Regions from separate parts of the Mus musculus genome. Here region 2 is linked to region 1. The links are chromatin contacts, called in public HiChIP or PLAC-seq maps. All regions are on one chromosome and are shown on one strand. Each heading gives the region's core, a stretch centred on a gene start, on an enhancer-like site or on the middle of the called end of the contact. The rest is flanking DNA. Distances are from core to core; before and after follow the strand shown. Region 1 has its middle 13 kb from the start of Epgn. Region 2 overlaps Rassf6 (Ras association (RalGDS/AF-6) domain family member 6).

Region 1 (5,585 bases), core at 200-2,699:
GGTGGGTCTGTAATCTCAGCATTTAGAAGGCAGAGGGACAATCTCAAATCTTCAAGGCCAGTTTGGGTTACTTATCTAGACTGTCTTAAAGACAAAAAACAAAAACAACATCAACATCAACAACAACAACATCAACAACAACAACGTCAACAAAATTTTAAAAATTAAAAACAACAAATCATGCTGTAGATCTTTTTTTTGGAAAGAATGGCATCTCTATACTTTTAAATTTGCACAAAGGTATTGAATCAATATAAAGTTCTTTAACAAATCAAGGGAGCATACTAGTGTCCTAGCACTGCCATTTATAATCATTTCCAAGGCTTTTAATTAACCCAACAGACACACATTTAATTGTGCAGACTTGTTCAAGGACACACAACATTCAGCTCTTTCTCTTTGCCATAGCCTAGGGGATCTCTCCCGACAGGGTATGGAAAATTCATATTCTTGGTGAACCTAGAGAGGTGGCCAAGTGATCTACAAATGAAAACCAGTTCTTTTCTTTATAATAGACATAATAGCCTTTGTCATGGACCAACCACAGAAATTCCCTACTGTCATCTTCAGATTAAGATGTGCATACCAGTGTCAGGGTGGGGCCAGAACAGGAGAGAAGAGCCTGCCAACAGGAGAGTCCACAGACTGGAGACTGGAAACAAAGCCTGGCTTATCCTCAAGACTCAAGGGATAAAAGGATCACTTGAGAATATTCCTCGTTGATCTGTGGACAAGTGTCACCTGGCACTGTTAACTTCCATGGGTGCCCTTGACTGAGGTTGGTGATCAGAGACAAGAAGTAAAGCATCCAAGCTGTCAGTAGAATTCAGTAGACCCCGTCTTCCTCTCCATTACCTTCAGTCCTACCCTTATCCAAATTGTTCCTTAGAGAAAAATATTAAATTTTGATGGACTTGATTAAGGCAACAATTTGAGATATAAAAACAATATCTGTGTCACTCTAGGTACAAGGCTTCTCACGCAGTCCTGGGGCTGCTTAACTCCATGGAGTCCTTTGGATATGAAATTCTATTAAATGGCTATAAGAAAAATAAAAAAACACTCTGAGAGTTATCAGGAGGATCCCACCCACAGACATTATCTCCTTTGGCTTCCATGTGTTTGTTTTACATCAAGCCCACATTTAGAAGCCAAGGTATTTTCTAGTGAAGAGAAGGCAGAAAACTGTCTTGCATAGCTGTGGTTAGGAATGCTTGCATCCTCCAAAGCTACCGGCCCCCAGGGCTTAAGCTGCCAATTCAAGGTTCCTAGGAGCCTTTAAATCTGCCAACTTGGTTGTTTGGATTAGTGTTATGGTCTTTCCTCATCTTAATTTAATTACCAGGAGGCCTGTAGAGGGCCCTGTTGCACTGCAAACCTCACAGGGCAGAGAAAAACCTCAGATCAAAGAGTTGCCCAGGAATGTACCTGCTAGGAGAAGCCACACTCACCTGGGAGCTGGCAAGGTGCCAGCTGATGACTCAGACACTGCCCTGCCCACATCCCTAGCTGCTTCCTGCTACAATACATGCTGGGTGTGTCTTCTCAGCGAGTTAGCCTGCTAAAGTCACCTCCCAGTTCAAAGCCTGACACCAGCTTCTCCCATCCCCCATGCCCCACAACTGATATAAATATCTTTATTAACTCCTCCTTTCGACTGTTACCCTTAATAATATTAGTCAATTGTTTTTCATTAACTTACTTTATACACAGCGCCCCTCCTCCCTGCCCAGTCTCACCCTCATAAATCCCTCCTCCTGTTACCCCCTTCCCCTTGCATACCACTTCACCTTGGGACATCTGTTCATAGCAAGACAGTCCAGCTAGGGGAAGGAGATCCAATGGCAGGCAACAGAGTCAGAGACAGCCCAGCTCCAATTGTTAGGAGACCCACATGTAGACCAAGCAGCATATCTGCTAGAGATGTGTAAGGGACCTAGGTCCAGCCCCTGCATACTTTTTGATTGGTGGTTCAGTCTCTATGAGCTCCCATGGGATCAAGTTGGTTAACTCGGTAGGTCTTCTTGTGGTGTCCTTGAACCCCTGGGCTCACTTATTCCTATCTCCCAGTCTTCCTCAATACTCCCCAGGTTCCATCTGATGTTTGGCTGTGGGTTTCTGCATCTGTTTTTATCTGCTGCTGGATGAAGTCTCTCAGATGACAGCTATGCTAGGCTCTTATCTGCAAGCACAGCAGAGTATCATTAATAGTGACAGGGGTTGGCTCTCTCCCATGGAATTGTCATTAACTTTCTTATCTACCCAAATTTTGGTAAAAGTCACAAGGACACAATTCCAAGGCCTCTTATTACTGTGGATTCAAATTCCTGTTCTCATATTGCTTGTTCATTCCTTTATCAAGCTATAAATGACTAGAAGACCTTGCAAGCAGAATTTTCTTAAGTAAACTAACAAACGTAACATATTTTCCGCCCTTCATTGCTGACTTCTTGAGCTAATACGGAGGTGCAGTTGTCCCTACTCTCTTCACGACTCACCTACCCCTTTTCTTATGCTCTGAGAAAACTGTTAATGTTTAATCAAGTGATGGAGAAATGATTTTTATTCAGTGCAACAAATTTGGCAGTAAATTGGCCCAAACTGGTCTAGAAGGTGGGGTTTAGTAATGGAGTTTGTATTTGGAACACTTTTGAGCCTGGGTTTGACTCACAGCTCAAATGTGAGGAAATTAGCCTAACCTGTGCTTGTTTTAGTGGCAAGAAGTTGGTTAAGAGTTCCCTAAACACTCAATAGAAAGATGGTGCCATCAGACTAAAGGAAGTCTATAGGAGACAGGAGAGGTGGTGCCATCAGTTGTCCTGCCTTGAGCCTGAAATTATGCAAATACCATAGCTACCACAAGCACCAGAATCAGGAACTGTGTGCTGGACAGACAGCCCCTTCTGCAGGGCAGTACCAGTCCCAATTTCCTGAGTGGTAGGTAAGTAAGCATGCTAGCTATCAGATGCTTCTTAGAGCTCGGCAAGCATCCATTCTCCAGTGTTTTGCCTTTGCAGGGCTAAGGCAATATATAGAACTTTGCCAGAAATGATAGTTGCTTGTTTGTTTGTTTTTTTGCATCCCAGTGGCACCCTTTCTGAAGATCGCTTAGATTTTTCCATTTCCCTCTGCCGTGTGTAAAGGTTTAGGTTGTGTTTTTCTGCATACCTAAGTTTAGGTGTCAAACAGAATATTCCATCACCTTCAATACTAGGTATGGCCTTTAAAGGAGAGGCCGGGATTTTAACTAACTAGAGCAGTGAAAAATCAGCCCTGGAATTTTTAGTAGCATTCTTTATCAGAGGCCACTTTATCTCTGTCTCAGACTTTATTCCCAAACTAGCAGAATGAAATCTTAGGTTTGTGAAACACCAGCTACGTAACTGTAGTAGCCTGCCTGAGGATGAGCAAGCTGTACGGAGAACAAAATACTCGGCAGTGCACCATAAGAGAGCAAAGGTTTATTTTGACCCATGGTTTCAGAGAAACTTCTGCCTATCTTGGAGGAGAGGGCATGGCTACAGGAGTGAGTGTGCCTATGGCAGTGTTGGTGGTCAGAGCACATGGTTATGACTCTTCTCGGGGTTACTGAGAGAACACAAGAGAAGCAGCCTGGTCCAAAGGACCATCCCACTTTTGTCACCCAGAGCCCACCTACTAACTAAAATCTTTTGAATTAACAAATGAGCCCCTTAAGCTGGGGACTGTGTTCAAAATGCATGCTGGGGGGATTTCCAAGTCAAACCAAGGCAGAGTCACTTAGTCCATCCAGACATGGAAGTTCTAGCTGTGACCTTGGACTATAGATGCATCAGTTGTGACTGCAATATTTCCTTCCTCCCAGATCATAGGATTCACTCAAAGGTTTATATGGAAAGTACATAATTTTTTGCTCCTTTGAGGTTTCATAAGGTTCATCTTGTCACATAGACTCAACTTTGTTGTTTGGATTTTTTGCCTTTGTTTATTTGTTTAACAAAAGCTCAAAGCAATAACAATTTCCAGCTCCAAAACAGCTGTCCAAGTTTCAACGTGATCAAGAAAATACAGGTATAATGATATGAAAGACTTTCGAGTGCTGACCAATGAATATGGCCCTTCGTTTTGACCTGCTAGAAGACCTGGATGAACACTGCCCTCAGCATACCACAGGCAAAGCAGTGACGTATGCATGTTAGATGTTTGCATGAGTGCTTTGCAGCTAGGTTTTCAAAGGGGAAACATCTCTTGTAATCGTATAAATTGGTAGGGATTTTTATTTCTGGAATATGATCTGCTGGATACCAATATGCATCTGGGATTTCTTTCTTATGCATTGCTTCAACTGCGGAGGTCCAGCAGTGTCTGTACACACGGATACTCATCTGTGACTCACAGCTCTGATGGGGCAGTCCCAGCCAGGCCACTCCAAACTGAATGTAGACATTAAACTGCTGCTTCCAAGCCTTGGCTTCAAGGCGCTCTCAATACATCCATCCAGTGAATGGGTGTAAATATTAAAATGTATAAAGATAGCAAAAGTTATTTTGAATTCAGGTGATTTTATAATAAATTAGGAATAGAAAGGCATTTGAAAGCTATTCTAAACACTCAGGTGTAGAGGAGCATAATCATTTCTCAACTCTCAAACAAAAAGTTAAATATTTTTCTGTATGAATTGTACTAATAAAACAGTAACATCACAATGAGGGATTTAAAAAAACAAGACTGAAGATTGAAAGTGAACACAGTGCCTGTCTTTACAACACAAAAGCTTAAAAGTTAATTTAACAAATATAGATTTTTAAGATTGAATGTTCAAATTAACTATGTAGATTTTTATTATTAATAACTTAATTATATATAGTTTGGAAGACTTTTTATGTACTACTTTGATTAATGATATTTTAGCACTCCAATTACTTGAATATCAGTCTTGTCAATTTCTTGTCTAATCCATAAATAAATTGTGAGCAATTTCTATCAGATATACTATAGTTACTTTAAAATCAAAATCCCTTATTGATTCTGAAACTCTTTAAATTCATGTATATTATAGCTAACTTCATGGAAATATTTTCTTGGAAATAAAAAGCTATCCATATTTCTTGGCTTTCTTCTAATCAAAATCTGTAGATCCTATTTAAGAATTTTTTTCTTTCTTTTTTTTAATTTAAATTTTTTATTATGTATTTTCCTCAATTACATTTCCAATGCTATCCCAAAAGTCCCCCATACCCCCCCCCCACTCCCCTACCCACCCATTCCCACATTTTGGCCCTGGCGTTCCCCTGTACTGGGGCATATAAAGTTTGCATGTCTAATGGGCCTCTCTTTCCAGTGATGGCCTACTAGGCCATCTTTTGATACATATGCAGCTAGAGTCAAGAGCTCCGGGGTACTGATTAGTTCATAATGTTGTTGCACCTACAGGGTTGCAGATCTCTTTAGCTCCTTGGATACTTTCTCTAGCTCCTCCATTGGGGGCCCTGTGATCCATCCAATAGCTGACTGTGAGCATCCACTTATGTGTTTGCTAGGCCCTGGCCTAGTCTCACAAGAGACAGCTATATCAAGGTCCTTTCAGCAAACTCTTGCTAGTGTAT
Region 2 (4,973 bases), core at 2,447-4,946, 420 kb before region 1:
GGTGGACCTTGTGGGGGCACAGGTGACAGGTGGACCATGTGGGGGGCACAGGTGATAGGTGGATCTTATTGGGGACACAGGTGACAGGTGGACCCTGTGAGGGGCACAGGTGATAGGTATGTCCTGTGGGGGGCAGAGGTGGATCCTGGATCCTGTGGGGAGCACAGGTACCATTTTAATGTGAACTCAGCCATCTTTCTCCTTTGCTCAAAACTCTTCAATGTCTTCTCAGAATAGAATCCAACATCCTGTTGCTATGGTGACTTGAGAGACTGGTTTTGATCTACTTGTCTGTCACCTTATCGACCTTGTTCCATCATTCTTTCCTTTAGTCACTACTCTCAACTTTCTTCATGTCTCTTGGACACAGCAGGTCCTCGGGCCTTTGGATTTGCTGATTGCTCCTCTGGAATAACCCCTCTCCACTGTCACATTGCTATCTCATTCACCCATTTTCTTTAATTACTTAATCAAAATCCAACTACGGGGCTGGAGAGGTGGCTCAGTGGTTGAGAGCAATAGCTGCTCTTCCATAGGACCTGGGTTCTACTCTCAACATCTGCTTGTTGGCTCACAACTGTTCATAACACCAGATCCAGAGGATCCAATACTTTCTTCTGGGGCCTTATATGTACATGGAACACAAACAACATATATGCAAGCAAAATGACATGCACATACACATAAAACTAAGTAAAATAAAACTACCCCTCCCCATTAATAAAAATGTCTATCTTGACCGTCTACTCCAAATCTTTGCCTCTTCCAATATTTCATCTCTTGCTTTCTTCCTTCACCTTTGCCCCCAAGGTATCCTCTAATGATCCATAAATGTGACTTCCTGACTTCCTTCCCTCTCCTATTTCTCTTTCCTGTTCTTTTCTTTTTTTCTTTTGAGACAAGTCTTTAAAGATATATTTATGTATTTATGTATTTATATATGTATGTATGTATTTATTTATTTATCATGCACAGTGTTCTGCTTGCAAATATGCCTGCACACCAGAAGAGGGTGCCAAGATCACACTACAGATGGTTGTGAACCACCATGTAGTTGCTGGGAATCGAACTAAGGACCTCTGGAAGCGCAGCCAGTGCTCTCAACTTCTGAGCCATCTCTCCAGCCCTAGACAAGTCTTACTATTGCAGCCTTGGATGGCCTGTAATTCACTGTGTAGACCAGGCCAGCCTTGAATTTCTATTGATCCACCTGCTTCTGCCTCCAAAGTGCCAGCATTAAAGGCATGAGCCACCATGTCTGGCTGTAAACTTATTAGTTGTGTGTACTGTCTTCCCCACAAGAACAAAGCACCTTGAGGCTGGCATGTTTGGAAGTTTTGTTCAGATTTTCAGTCCCCGGTAGTAGAGTGTTTAGTGCATGGTAGACAACCAGTCAACACTGGTTAAGTAAACTTATCAGAATAGCCTCTTCTAAAAACCAACCAAACAAAAGACAAAAAGCAATAGTAACAAGATAAAGGAGAAAAAGCTTATTTTGTGCAGACCTCTTTATTGAAAACCATTCTATCTCCTTGATCCTCAGACACCTTTGCCATTCTCATATGGGCCACGAGAGCTATCAGCTTGGTTTCACTTGCTGACCTTTCCTGCTGATCAGAATGGATGCTTGCTTATTAGAAGCTGCTATTCAACAAACACGGACTGAACACTGAACAACAGGCTCTATGCACGCTGTTTCTACACGTTGGAATCAGAACAACATGCTTTTCAGACTCACTTTTCCTCACTTGCCATTTCCAGCATGCACATTTCCAGGGGTCCACACATTCCGGGCAATGACCCTAGAAAGAATTCCAGTGAAGGCCTCCAGGGTTTCCCTTCCCAAATGGCTTACTTCAATTTTTTTTATGTTAAAGAAGATTTCTGTTCTAAATCTCACCGGCTACTCTGATCCTTTAGGGTCCTTACTGTGAGATACTTCCTTTGAAATTGTACTACCACTAAAATGCATGCTTGTCCTTTTTAAGCTTTTGTGCCAGAGCAGCACAAAGAAGTTCAGGTTCACTAGGGATGCAGGTCCAGATATGCTGAGCTCAGAGCATCGTTATGAAAGCACACGGAGCTTTATGTAATCTCACCCCTCAGCTTCTGGCAAAACCCCATGTGTGGAATGGTGCAAGTCTTTGAAGCATCACTCAGGACCATGCAGTGGAAATGCTCTGTCCCTGAGCAGAGGTTAATGCATTCTACAAAGGCCTTTTTAACTCTGTGCATCTCACCAGAAAGGCAATTTCAGTTTACGGACCCAATGAAGGATGGGTGGACATAACATTGGGAAGAAATGTTAGCTTATGATTACACTAATATACCAGGTTGATTAGTTGAAACTAGGGTTATAAGAGGGTCAGGACTTAGTCCTCCGTGTCTGCAAATTCAAATGAAGCATAGTAACAGAACACCTGACCCAATGCCATTTAATTATACATAGTAGAATCACTATGTGAGCACAGTCCAAAAACCCAAGTCATGTGTTGAAGGTGAGCACAAGATGGTCCCTGTGGTGAACCTGGGTGGGCAATAACTCAACCAGAAAAGCCAATCAGGTCAGGGGAACATTACCAAAGCATATTATCATTTCTGCAGTCTATATGAGCAGCTCTGAGGATGTCCCAGGGATTTATAAGAATGGGCGCTTTAAGAAACTTAGATTCATCCTCTGGGCAATGGGAAACTGGTGAAGTTCTAGTCGAGAGGAAGACAGGCCAATACTAAAGCTAGTAGGTACAGCAGTGCAGGCAGATTTTAGTCCAAGGCAACGTGGAGGCAGCAGGGTAGATTGAGGCCATCATAACAATGAGGCTCAGGATCAAGGCTAGGAAGATGAGTGAATGTCCCATATATATGGATGACCTGGAATCTAGAGGGAGTTTCAAATAACTGCAATAAGCACACTAATGGCTAGGACATAAAAAGTGCTATCAAGGTTTTTTTTGTTGTTGGTTTGTTTGTTTTGTTTTTTTTTTTAAAGCAGGATTTTAAGAGCCCCCTTAAATGGACCCATTCTTAACAAATAAAAAGAAGTTGTGCCTCTTTCTGCCTCAGCTTTCAAATAGGTCCTCGCCTAACACAGACCACGGCCATTCAAATACTTTGATAAATCTCTAAAATGGTTGCTTACAGAACAGTTACACATCTGGTCTTTTTAACATTTTTTATTTTTATCTTTTAATAAACCTGGGAATGTCTAGAAGCCCACAGAGATGGCAAAGAAACAAAAATAAGATTGAAACTCATCTGAATGAGTCATCAAATCTTGACTTTCTGGGGAAATCTGAGATTTCTTTTGGAATGTAAAATATTACCTCACAGTACATACCATGTGTTTTTAAGGGCATCTTCACACTCTGCATCAAGGGAAAGATGCTTTTACTAAACTGAGAAATGTCAAGCTTCTATACAAACTCAACTTCTATCTGAAGGAACTCATGGGCCCAGTAGCTTCCACCATAGAAATTGGCACCCTGACACTGGCACTTCGAGGCGGGGATTACGGGAGGTGCTGAGGGGGCCTAGAATTCTCTAGCATGGGTTCTGGAGGAAAGCAAGCCATAACTCTAGCAAGCTCTGGAGGAACTGGCACAGGAAGGAGGGGCCCCAAGGGTGTGTTTCACTCAAGGTGTCTGTCCCTCAAGTCCTGCTTGGCTTCAGTGACTAATAGCATCTGCAGCTGAACTGTAGATGCTAACATGCACTTTGTACCTTGCGGCTGGAGCTGCAGCCACTCAGCAGATGGGAGCTACCCACAACATGACGTGTGCCACTTAGCAAGAAATGAATTCCTCTTCTTGCGGTACAATTCAGCTGTCTAGAAGAAGCACTTACACAGTTTTGTCAAATGCAACAAACATGAACATGAGGCAGGACCATGGGAAGAAGAGAGCTATACCTCATATCCAGAGATGCACAGATGTCAAACTTGAGTTGTAACATAGCAACCCCTCTTGTTTTTCCAGTTGTTCAAAGCACCTATAAGGTGGTTCTTCTATGCTTTCCCTGGAAACCAAGGAGCCCTCTTCCATTCTTGATCCTTATAAATTGGATTCAACATGAACAAAGTACAGATATTGTCACATGCTATAACCCAACGTGAACCTCTGAGACTATCATGTACCAAGTAAGGTCCATGGCCACGCATGGCTATGTCCCCTACATCTGTGGCACTCTCTGAAGGACTTGTTGGAAAATGTTGGTGGTTAAGTCGATCACTGAACTGTAGCTTGAAGTTGACATTGGGTGACATTCTTTGTGGATCTTTCCATGTTATAGAGCAGGACTGTTTCATCCAGAGTCGAATATGAACACCCCCACCTTTTTGATTTTCACATTTAGTTTTCTTTACTTTGTGGACTGTGTTCATAATATTACATTTTAGCAATGAGATTATTTAACAATTTCCTATGGTCAGTTCAAAATGCTTAATTTAAAACATTTTGTATTTTGTTTTATAAAACAACTATGAATTGGAGAGATGGCTTAGAGGTTAAGAGCTGTACCAGAGGCTGAAGTTTAATTCCCAGCATTCATATCAGGTGGGCTCACAGCTGCCTATAACTGAGGTTTCAGGGGCTCTCAAACTTCTGGTCCTTGTTTGCAAGCATACACACACACACACACACACACACACACACACACACACACACACACACACAAAATGCACATGTACAAATAAAATAAATCTTAAAAACCCCCTAAGAGTTAAACATATAAGTCTATTAGAATCAGCTACTGCTGGTATTAAGTTTGTGTTATTTTGTGGGTTGTAGAGCTGCACACTTTACAAACTGTGCATTAAGTATACAATATATTCGTGATTTTCCACAATTGACATCCACAATTCATAGTATAAATGGTTGCCTGCCTCTGGAAAGGTAGAATCAGGAGATATGATTTACTCCAGAAAATAAATCCGGATCAGTAAGGCAGCTAACGCTGTCATTTTAAGGAACTGGTGT

What was found. HiChIP or PLAC-seq counts read pairs in DNA pulled down with a chosen protein or histone mark.
Region 2: a FOXA1 HiChIP or PLAC-seq map of pancreatic cancer cells shows a contact between it and region 1. The contact joins two enhancer-like sites.

What each region holds. Positions count from the first base shown.
Region 1 is chr5:91,037,367-91,042,951 of GRCm38.p6, forward strand. No RefSeq gene overlaps it. Among named protein-coding and RNA genes, the nearest start is that of Epgn, 13 kb to the left of the region's middle. Within about 2 kb of position 1,450, at least 64 of the 459 cell types and tissues checked have an H3K27ac peak or open chromatin away from gene starts, as enhancers often do. A contact at or near this core is called in pancreatic cancer cells, where this site is marked.
Region 2 is chr5:90,618,240-90,623,212 of GRCm38.p6, forward strand. The region is part of intron 2 of Rassf6 (Ras association (RalGDS/AF-6) domain family member 6); the gene reads right to left. Among named protein-coding and RNA genes, the nearest start is that of Rassf6, 20 kb to the right of the region's middle. Within about 2 kb of position 3,697, at least 32 of the 459 cell types and tissues checked have an H3K27ac peak or open chromatin away from gene starts, as enhancers often do. A contact at or near this core is called in pancreatic cancer cells, where this site is marked.